3 separate regions of the Mus musculus genome follow, and regions 1 and 3 are each linked to region 2. A link is a contact called in public Hi-C and HiChIP or PLAC-seq data. All regions are on one chromosome and are shown on one strand. Each heading gives the region's core, a stretch centred on a gene start, on an enhancer-like site or on the middle of the called end of the contact. The rest is flanking DNA. Distances are from core to core; before and after follow the strand shown.

Region 1 (2,700 bases), core at 35-2,534, 240 kb after region 2:
GTGGACAAATATATTTATGCTGTTTTCTGCTATTTATCCTGTGACAAATTGCTGCTACATTTCAGGAAGCTAATAAGTCACCGAGCTTTGGCAATTCCTTGAATTATTTAATCTTATAGATGTTGCTAGTTTATTCATGAAACAACAAATTAATCTCATTCTTAACTTACCCTGCCCTAATTTTGTGAGATAAATGTTGAGGCTTTTGCCATTCTGTTTGTAAATGAACCCATCTTTTAGGGATAAGACAGAAGCTTGGCCTATTTAAATGAATAGTTAGACATGACTGGGAGATGTCAGAAAGTGATGTTCCAGGAAAATATCCAGAAAAAAGAAGACGGCTGAACCTTAGCTCTTCTTCAAAGGGGAAATGGGGAGGAGCTCTGTGAGCAATGAATAACTAATCATTTTGGACATTTTATCCCAACAATTTGAGTTGCAATTCAAGATATGTGTTTTTATGTCAAAAATTATTGTATCTTGTTTTGTCCTGTTTGTTGGTTTGTTGCTGTCCTTTGAAGGCTGCTCTTTTTCTGAAGAGAACCAGAGGACAAGTGGATCTGGGACAGAGGAGAAGTGAGTGGGGGCTGGGAACAGTGGGAGGAGGAGGAACTATGGTCAAGATATATTGTATTCAACTAAAAAAAAGTTTAACGTTTTTCAGATAGAAAACTCTAACTTACATTCAACATATTCCCATACACGATCCCATAGGAAGAATAACAATATCAATCAACTCAGATTTCCCAAAGCATCCAGAGTACCCATGGAGGTACCCATGGCTCCAGCTGCATGTGTAGCAGAATTGACTTGTCTGGCATCGATGGTAGGGGAGCCCCTGGGTCGTGTGTAGGCTTGATTTGTTGAGAGCTTTTGGTGCCACTTCTAGGAATTTGACATTTGTCACTGGGCTCAGACAAGGAAGTAGGCTCATATAAGAATATGAGAAACAATGATTGTGGGGCTTTGTTTGCTACTTTGCTTGTGTGATCCTTTTGCTTACTACTTTACTTAGTTACTATCTTGTGTGATATCCTTGTTTACTACTTTGTTTCATCACTTTGTCTTTGATCTAAGAACTGACCGTGTTCTGGATGGACCTAGAATGATATTAAAAGCAGGCTGGAGGGAAAGAAGGCTGCTTCAGCCTCAGCCCTGGCTGGAGTCAGGCTATCATTTTGTGTAACTGTTTTTTTTTCCTTTTCAATCCTCACTCCCTCGCCTGAGACTCTGCTGACTGACTCAGCTGGCTTGGTCACTGGATGATCCAACAGAGTGGAATGCTAGGGCACTGAGGCAGGGGTGGTGGCTGAGTGCTGAAGCACTCTCATAGAAGCAGAGGGAAGCGGGAGAGGATAGGGAGTTTGTAAAGGGGAAACTAGGAAGGGGGATAAAGTTGGAAATCTAAACAAAGAAAATAAAGAAAAATAAAATAAAATGCTTTGTAGAAGGACATGAACATCAAAGAGAATAAACCAAACAAAATTAAAATCCTGCCAAAATTTGTTTCAAATGACTCAAGGAGCCAGTGTTTGGAAGTTTGATATACAGGTTTCAGTACTGTCTTTGGCTTTTATCTAAAAATGATATGAAGCATCTGAAGGTAAAAATGTAATATGCTGGTTACTTACGAATATATAGTTTTATCTGCTCATTTAAAAATATTACTCAATTATTTTGTCTTTATAAATAGCTATGTTTATTATCTATTATCTAGCCACATGTACTTTTGTACTCGTGGATAGATTATGTCTTTCCTGGTTGATGGCTGTGGTTAATTTTTAAGTATATATTTTTGAAATTTTAATTACAAATTCTCCCTTCTAACTCCTTCCATGCACCCCTTTACTTGCTGTCAAATTCATGGCCTTTTTTTCTTTTCAATTGAATATAGAGGCCAGTTAAGAGCTAAGGAACTCTAGACCAGGATGAATTCAAGCAAAGAGTATTGAGAAAACAATGCAAGATTATGAGTCATAAATATTACTGCACGCGTTGCAACTTTATCTCTTTGAAGCTATCTTACATGTCATGTAACATACCAGGAAAACAATTATCCCTGGATAAAGGGTTAATATTGCCTAGATATCAAGAGGAAAGAATATTAAAGAAGACCATGTACCAACAACCTTCAAAGCAATGCCCATCTGACATATCGCTGCCTTCTTAGGTAAAAACTAGACAACCTCTTTCACCTTTCAGTCATTTTATTGAGAACTTAATATCGTTTGCTGAGACTGTTTGCTTCATTCAAATAGTCGCATCCTGAAGAAACTGCTCATAGACCTCTCAGGGTTGGTTGATGTAATAACAGTCCACACTTCCATAAGATTCTGTACTCATAAGCTCTATTGGGGAGAGTGGCATTATCCCTTTTCTGTAGGACATACAGCTTTGAGCAGGTCTTCTAGAAGAATCGATTACAAAGGAAAGACACTTCAAAGGTCCATGGAGTGTGTGGAGGCTGTAAGTAACCGGATGACTTCTGTGACAGACAACACTGACAAGACTTACTCTGGTCCCACTTCTTCCTGTGAGGCAGGTGTCCATACTCCTTGAGAGAGGACGAGAGTCACAGAGTCTTCTATAAATAAAAAGATCCAGTAAATTGTAGCTTTTTCAGGTTAGCTTTAAGCCAATCATGCTTCTATAGTTCATTGGTCAGGCAAACTTTATATGCCCCAGTACAGGGGAATGCCA
Region 2 (2,854 bases), core at 154-2,653:
ATAAATTCGTTCATACTCTGCCCAGGACCCACGCAGGAGTGGCTTTAGAGTGTAGCGCGCATGCTTGACTGCAAAGAAGCCATCGAGACCCCCGCAGAGGTCAAAGACAGCTAGGGATCGAGGGCTGCCGTCCACGGTGCCTCTGTAGAAACAGTGACCCCGGTGGCCAGAGGATGCGCTCAGCCCTCCTCCTGCAGTAACGATGCTACCAGCAGCACCCACTGTGTCATCTCTCTCCAGGTCCAGCAGGAACCTCCGGCCGCCCGCGTAGACAAGGTAGCCCACTTTGCCACCGCCAGAGTAGAGTTGGTCTATATTCTGGACCAGCCCGCCGCTCCTGCGCTGCCCGGCCAAGGGTTGTAAATGGCCTCGCTCCCGTGTTTCCTCCCCCTGCGGCTGGTCCGGCTCGGCGGCCGCTGCTGCAGCCTGAGGCTGCCTGGTTTTATCCTGGGCAGGTGCCGCGGCGGGGCTGTCAGCGGCCAGGGACAGGCAGGACGCGCTCAGCAGCAGCAGTAGCAGCAACAAGGGCGCCCACTCGAGCCGCATAGTGCGCTGCCCGCCGGGAGGGGCTGCGCGACTGAGTCTAGCTGGATGCTTGCTATTTGCTATAGAAGTTTCAGGGGCGGGGGTGGGGGGCTCGCCCTCCCACCCACCCACCCACAGCCGCACACTCTACACACTGGCGTGCAAGGTTGAGTCAAGTGTCCAGGAAAGGGTAGGGGGAATCCGCAGCAGAGAGCCAGCCTGGCCTGGCACCGGTGCCACTGTGAGAACTTTTTCTTTGTTGGTTTGGAAAATGTTTGGAATGGAGGTCCAAGAGACGGAGGAAGAAAAATTTTAAATAAAATAAAAGAAAAAAAATTAAATAAAGGGTGGTGTTGGTGGGAGTAAAAGCCAAGAGGTGGAGAGCAACCAAATACAAAAAAGGAGAGAGGCCCAACGCAGACAAGATCTTTGCACAAACAGATCAAAACAAACGAGCTAAGAGAGTAAGAAGGGCGACCGCGCTGGCCCGCAACTGGTGCGCGTCCGCTCCCGCCCCCTCGAAGCCCGGGGCTGGCGGGCTGCAAAGCTTCCAAGCTCCGACCCACTTCCTTTCTTATTCTCAGGGCTTCCTCGGCTCCGCTGGAACCCGAAGGCAGGGAGAAATGAGACGGGAGAAAAGAAAAGGAAAGAAAGCAAGCAAAGGAAACACCTAAAAATGTTTAAAATCAAAAGCTAGGAGGCGGCCTGCGGAGAGCCAGCGAGGCGGCGCGTCCCGGTCCCTTCCGTTGCCGCGTCCTCCCGCCCGGGATCATCCCCAGTCGGCTGCTACGGGCGCGGAGAGCGGCTCAGGCGCTGTGAAGATGCGAGGAGGTGGGACAATGAATTTATAGCGGCGTGCCATCCTGCAATGGCAATTTCAACAATTCGTCACTGCACGCTGCCTCTTAAAGGGAGAGCTTCCCCCACCACTCCCACCCTTCCCGGTCCGCGCCTAATCTGATGGGGGAGGGAGCAGCGAGAGGAGGAGGGTGATCGAGGAAAGGCAGACCGGGAAGGAGGAAGGGGCCAGAACCTAGCAAGGTGGAAGGAGGGACAAAGGAGGGAGTAAGGGTGAGAAAGAGATTGAGAGAGAAAAAGTATTTGGGCAGAAAACAAGAAAATTCTCTTGGCCTCATTTAAAGCCACAGCAACTCCGGTTCTGTGTGGTATTTCACAACCAATCGGGGTTGGCTAACCTCGGCTTACCTCATCTCCTGAAGGGGTGTTTTGGTGTGTTTTTAAAGTCTCTCTCTGCCTCCTTCCCCTTGCTGTTCTTGAGCGGGATATGAAGTTCTTGCTTCATTTTGCCGGCCAGTGCGCTCTGGCCTTGTAGACCTGGTAACTTCACTGGTCAGGGCAGCCGCCTGTGCAACCCCAAGTCCCTCTCTCTTTTCCCTGGTTCTCTCCAGTCGGTCCCGGTAGCTGATTTCCAGCCTCCTCATCTCCTAGCTTGTTCACGTTCCAACACTTGCTGACTTCGGGCTAGGGGTGACTAACTTCTCCCGGCCATCAGCTGAGCAGCCAGGCAGCCACCGGTGCTTCCTGGCGCGTCTCTGGGCATGCAGCACTGCGGTGACCCCAACAGGGCCGGCTGCGGCCTGGGAAGTCCTTGGCTTTGTGTATAAATGGCGGTACTCCCAGCTTTTTTTCCAGGGCATAGTTGGTCAGTGCCCACAATCTGTCACTTATCCCAGCCACTGGAACTCTGAGCTGTAGGATGTCAGGGTGGGAAAGAGTTAACTCTTGAAGGGGAATCTGCACCCCCACCCCAGACTTTTACATTTGTGCTCACACTTTCTGGCAAACACTCCTTTGTTTGTTTACTTGCTACTCTTCTTATAAGTCAGCCACTCACTGTCAGCCCTCTCATTTTCAAAGCTCATATCCCAGGGAAGAATACTTGAGGGGAGGTGATTGGTGGTTATTAGTAGGCAGGTGGCATGGCCCCTGCTACTCAGTTCCTCCATCCTTTGTTTCCTCTAATTATCAATTCTAAGAAGGTGAAAGGAAACCCTAGTGACTTTCTCACAGCAAGTTGACCTGTGCCAGGGTCCAGTACTGGTCTCTGCACACACCCCGGGATAATTTACACATCTCCATCCCTTTTAACTCCACTCCTTCAGAGGAGAGCAGGCACACTTACATAGCTTTTTCAGATGATACATTCTCACGGAAGGTACCACGAGGGCCAAGACTGGAGAAGGCCAAACAACAGTTAAAGTAAAAGAGGGCATGGATTTGAGAGAGAACAAGGTGTGTGTGGGGTGGACGGGTGGAGGAGTCCGAGAGAGCCTGAATGGATCCTGAAATATATCGGGACATAGAAGGA
Region 3 (2,700 bases), core at 31-2,530, 190 kb after region 2:
AAATAATGTACAGGACTGAGAAAGAGCTGAAGGCAATTAACAGGATGGAATTTTGTTTCAGTCAGACAAAAACCATCTCTACTTCAGGGTAGACATTCAAAACATGGCATGTTCCCTCTTGACCTCTCTTCTGTATTAATGATGAATCCAAAAGAAAAAAAAAGAAAGAAAGAAAAAACAAAACAAAACAAAACCCAGGAACAAGAAAAAGGACACTCAATCTTTCTTGCTGTGATCAGACAGAGAGGCTAAAGGAAGGACGCCTCCTTTGTAGAGAAGATGAGCATAGTGCTCCACAGTTCTATTCTGTCCATGCTACCCTCAGGGACTACCTTAGAGACAAGTTGGAATTTGTCACTTTGGGCAGAGTGAATGTCACACTATAGAAAGGAAACAAAGATTCTCACAAGAGAACAAAGAAAGGTGAGTGACCCAAGGACTTGAGTTGAAAGTTATATTTTTGGAGTGATTTCTAAGGCATTTTAGAAAAGCTCTGGATAAAATAATTCATTTATTTCCTTTTTCTTCTGTGGTTGTCTGACTTCAGTGTATTTAAGGTTATGCAGAGCAGCTTAGTATAATACAACTGCTGACATTTCATTCAGGGAAGCAATTAGTTCCCATTAATTTTGCTGTTCAGAAATGACAAATCATAGGTATTGGGGGGTTGTTTATGTATGTGTTGCAAACAAATATTTGTTTGTTTGCATGAGTATGTATTGTGTGTGCCTGCATGTGTGTGTGTGTGTGTGTGTGTGTGTGTGTGTACATGTTAGTAAAATATGAGATTGACACTTTGGGATATTTTCCTTAACATACATACACACACACACACACACACACACACACACACACACACACACACACACACACACACATATATATCACAATTTCTTACTGAAACTGAATCTCACGAATTCAGCTAAATTTATAGTCAATGAACTCCATAGACCTAGCTGTCACTATCTCCCAGTGATGTCATTACAGACATGTGCTACCATGTCAGGCTATGAGTCCTAGAGCTCTAAATTCAGTATCCCACCCAGCCTACAATGACATTATGAGAAACTCTGCTGTCTTTCTCTGTTTGCCCCTGCTCTGTGACTTGCCCAGGAGAGACAAACAACGGTCTATTCACTGCACACAGAACACTGACAATAGGTCAAGGAAATGATTCCAGTAAAGGCTAAATTGATGATCCAGTGAGTTTACTGGGCTTACTGGCAAGAATGTGGGTGTGGGGTTACTTACAAAAGCATAAGTGACTCAAGGTCCACTGCATTCCTGAAAAGCCCAGGTCAGCATGGTGATGAGTCATTGAAGCTACATCTCTGGAGTTTCCTATCCAGTCTCTCCCTTCCAGAGATAGCTACTACATTTATAGCCAATGGGCGGTGCTTTGGGAATGTGGGACTTCCTAAGTTTCCTGGGTCTTGTAAGTTTCATTAGCATTCTGAAGCTTCTTTGATTCCCTCAATGAGAGAATGTTGCTGAGGAAATATATTTTTCTGGGATATCAATTTCATTGTACCTCAGAGAGAAATTGAAGCTATAGGAGTAAAGGCGCCTCAAATAAATAAATCTCCATTTATCCCATCTTTTTGAAGCACTGTCTTTTAGTGAATTTTTGACATTTAAATTATATTTTGTTTTGTTTTGTTTTATTTCTATCTCTTTCAATAGAATCCTCCATTTTTTTCAGAGATCACTAAATGTGTAAAAATATTCTAGTATTCAGTGTGTTTTGCTATTACCCAGCTATTCAATGTTGAATATACAAGTTCAGTTTTTTCCATTTATTCCTTTAATCCTTTTCTCTAAGTGATCTCATTCTTTTACGTAAATACAGGCATGATATGTTTGCCAAAAATTCCCAAATGTATGACATTTGTTTGACTTTGTTTTTTAGCTTTGTATCTGTATATTACAACGATTTTTGTGCTTCTGGTTACCATATCTATGGAACAAATACTGGTAGCCTACAGGATGAAAGTCTTTATTTTTGTTTATAATTGTATTACTCCCATATATTTCAAAAGGGCAATACAGCATTATGCCTATTTTATCTTTTATTAATTCTTATCATTATCTACTTATTTTCTTTGATTTTGGTGAATGATCTTACAAAAATAAAATTTGCTTAGATCATTTTCAATATTTTTGCTTTACAAAGAAGTCATGGGGCTGGAAAAATGGCTCAGTGCCCTTATTGCCAAACCTGATGACTTGTGTTCAGATTCTAGGGCTTAAATCATTGAAAGTGAAAATTAAATTCCTTAAGTTGTCCTCTGTCTTCACACTCATGATGCAGTATGAATGTTTATGAATGAGTGTGTGTATATATGCGTGTGTATGTCTAACAGAGAGAGAGAGAGAGAGAGAGAGAGAGAGAGAGAGAGAGAGAGAGAGAGAGAGGGCATTATGAAAAGGGATTTATTTTAAGTTGACTTATATGGTAGTAGCTGTATATTTCAATAATATCAGTCTGATCTCTGGATGAGGAGAGAATTCAATAGTGGCTCAGTCTAAAATTTTGAACACTTCAATTGTCACAAACCCAAATCTGGTATTGAATTGAGAAGTATTTCTGGAACCACTGGTATGAAGTCTATCTACATTGGAAAACAGAATGAGATGGAGTCCAGAGTCAGTTAAGGATCAGGGCAGCACAAATATCATGCACTCACTCAGCAGGTACAA

Evidence for each region. Hi-C and Micro-C count contacts between places; a contact is called where the count stands out from the background. HiChIP or PLAC-seq counts read pairs in DNA pulled down with a chosen protein or histone mark.
Region 1: a contact with region 2 is called in a Hi-C map of embryonic fibroblasts, with 2.1 times the contacts expected there. The contact joins the enhancer-like site here to the promoter of Adamts5 in region 2. A contact is called at or near these places in 2 of 39 promoter capture datasets (both in the 3T3-L1 cell line), 6 of 484 Hi-C or Micro-C datasets (adipose-derived mesenchymal stem cells, dorsal root ganglion neurons, embryonic fibroblasts and 2 more), 4 of 115 datasets of contacts at active chromatin or transcription factors (fibro-adipogenic progenitors, heart atrium, neural progenitor cells and 1 more) and 1 of 9 other capture datasets (adipose tissue).
Region 3: a contact with region 2 is called in an H3K27ac HiChIP or PLAC-seq map of the NIH/3T3 cell line, with 4 times the contacts expected there. The contact joins the enhancer-like site here to the promoter of Adamts5 in region 2. A contact is called at or near these places in 1 of 39 promoter capture datasets (the 3T3-L1 cell line), 2 of 484 Hi-C or Micro-C datasets (embryonic fibroblasts and myocytes), 3 of 115 datasets of contacts at active chromatin or transcription factors (the NIH/3T3 cell line, embryonic limb bud and vascular smooth muscle cells) and 2 of 9 other capture datasets (adipose tissue and pancreatic islet).

What each region holds. Positions count from the first base shown.
Region 1 is chr16:86,137,112-86,139,811 of GRCm38.p6, forward strand. No RefSeq gene overlaps it. Among named protein-coding and RNA genes, the nearest start is that of Gm32357, 97 kb to the right of the region's middle. Within about 2 kb of position 1,285, at least 54 of the 459 cell types and tissues checked have an H3K27ac peak or open chromatin away from gene starts, as enhancers often do. A contact at or near this core is called in adipose tissue, adipose-derived mesenchymal stem cells, embryonic fibroblasts and 2 more, where this site is marked.
Region 2 is chr16:85,899,722-85,902,575 of GRCm38.p6, forward strand. Adamts5 (a disintegrin-like and metallopeptidase (reprolysin type) with thrombospondin type 1 motif, 5 (aggrecanase-2)) reads right to left here and starts at 1,404. Exons shown (of 8, transcript NM_011782.2): 1 at 1-1,404. The coding sequence starts at 546. Gm46558 (a long non-coding RNA gene) reads left to right here and starts at 79. Exons shown (of 3, transcript XR_001781962.2): 1 at 79-276; 2 at 1,110-2,854.
Region 3 is chr16:86,093,406-86,096,105 of GRCm38.p6, forward strand. No RefSeq gene overlaps it. Among named protein-coding and RNA genes, the nearest start is that of Gm32357, 140 kb to the right of the region's middle. Within about 2 kb of position 1,281, at least 45 of the 459 cell types and tissues checked have an H3K27ac peak or open chromatin away from gene starts, as enhancers often do. A contact at or near this core is called in the NIH/3T3 cell line, embryonic fibroblasts and myocytes, where this site is marked.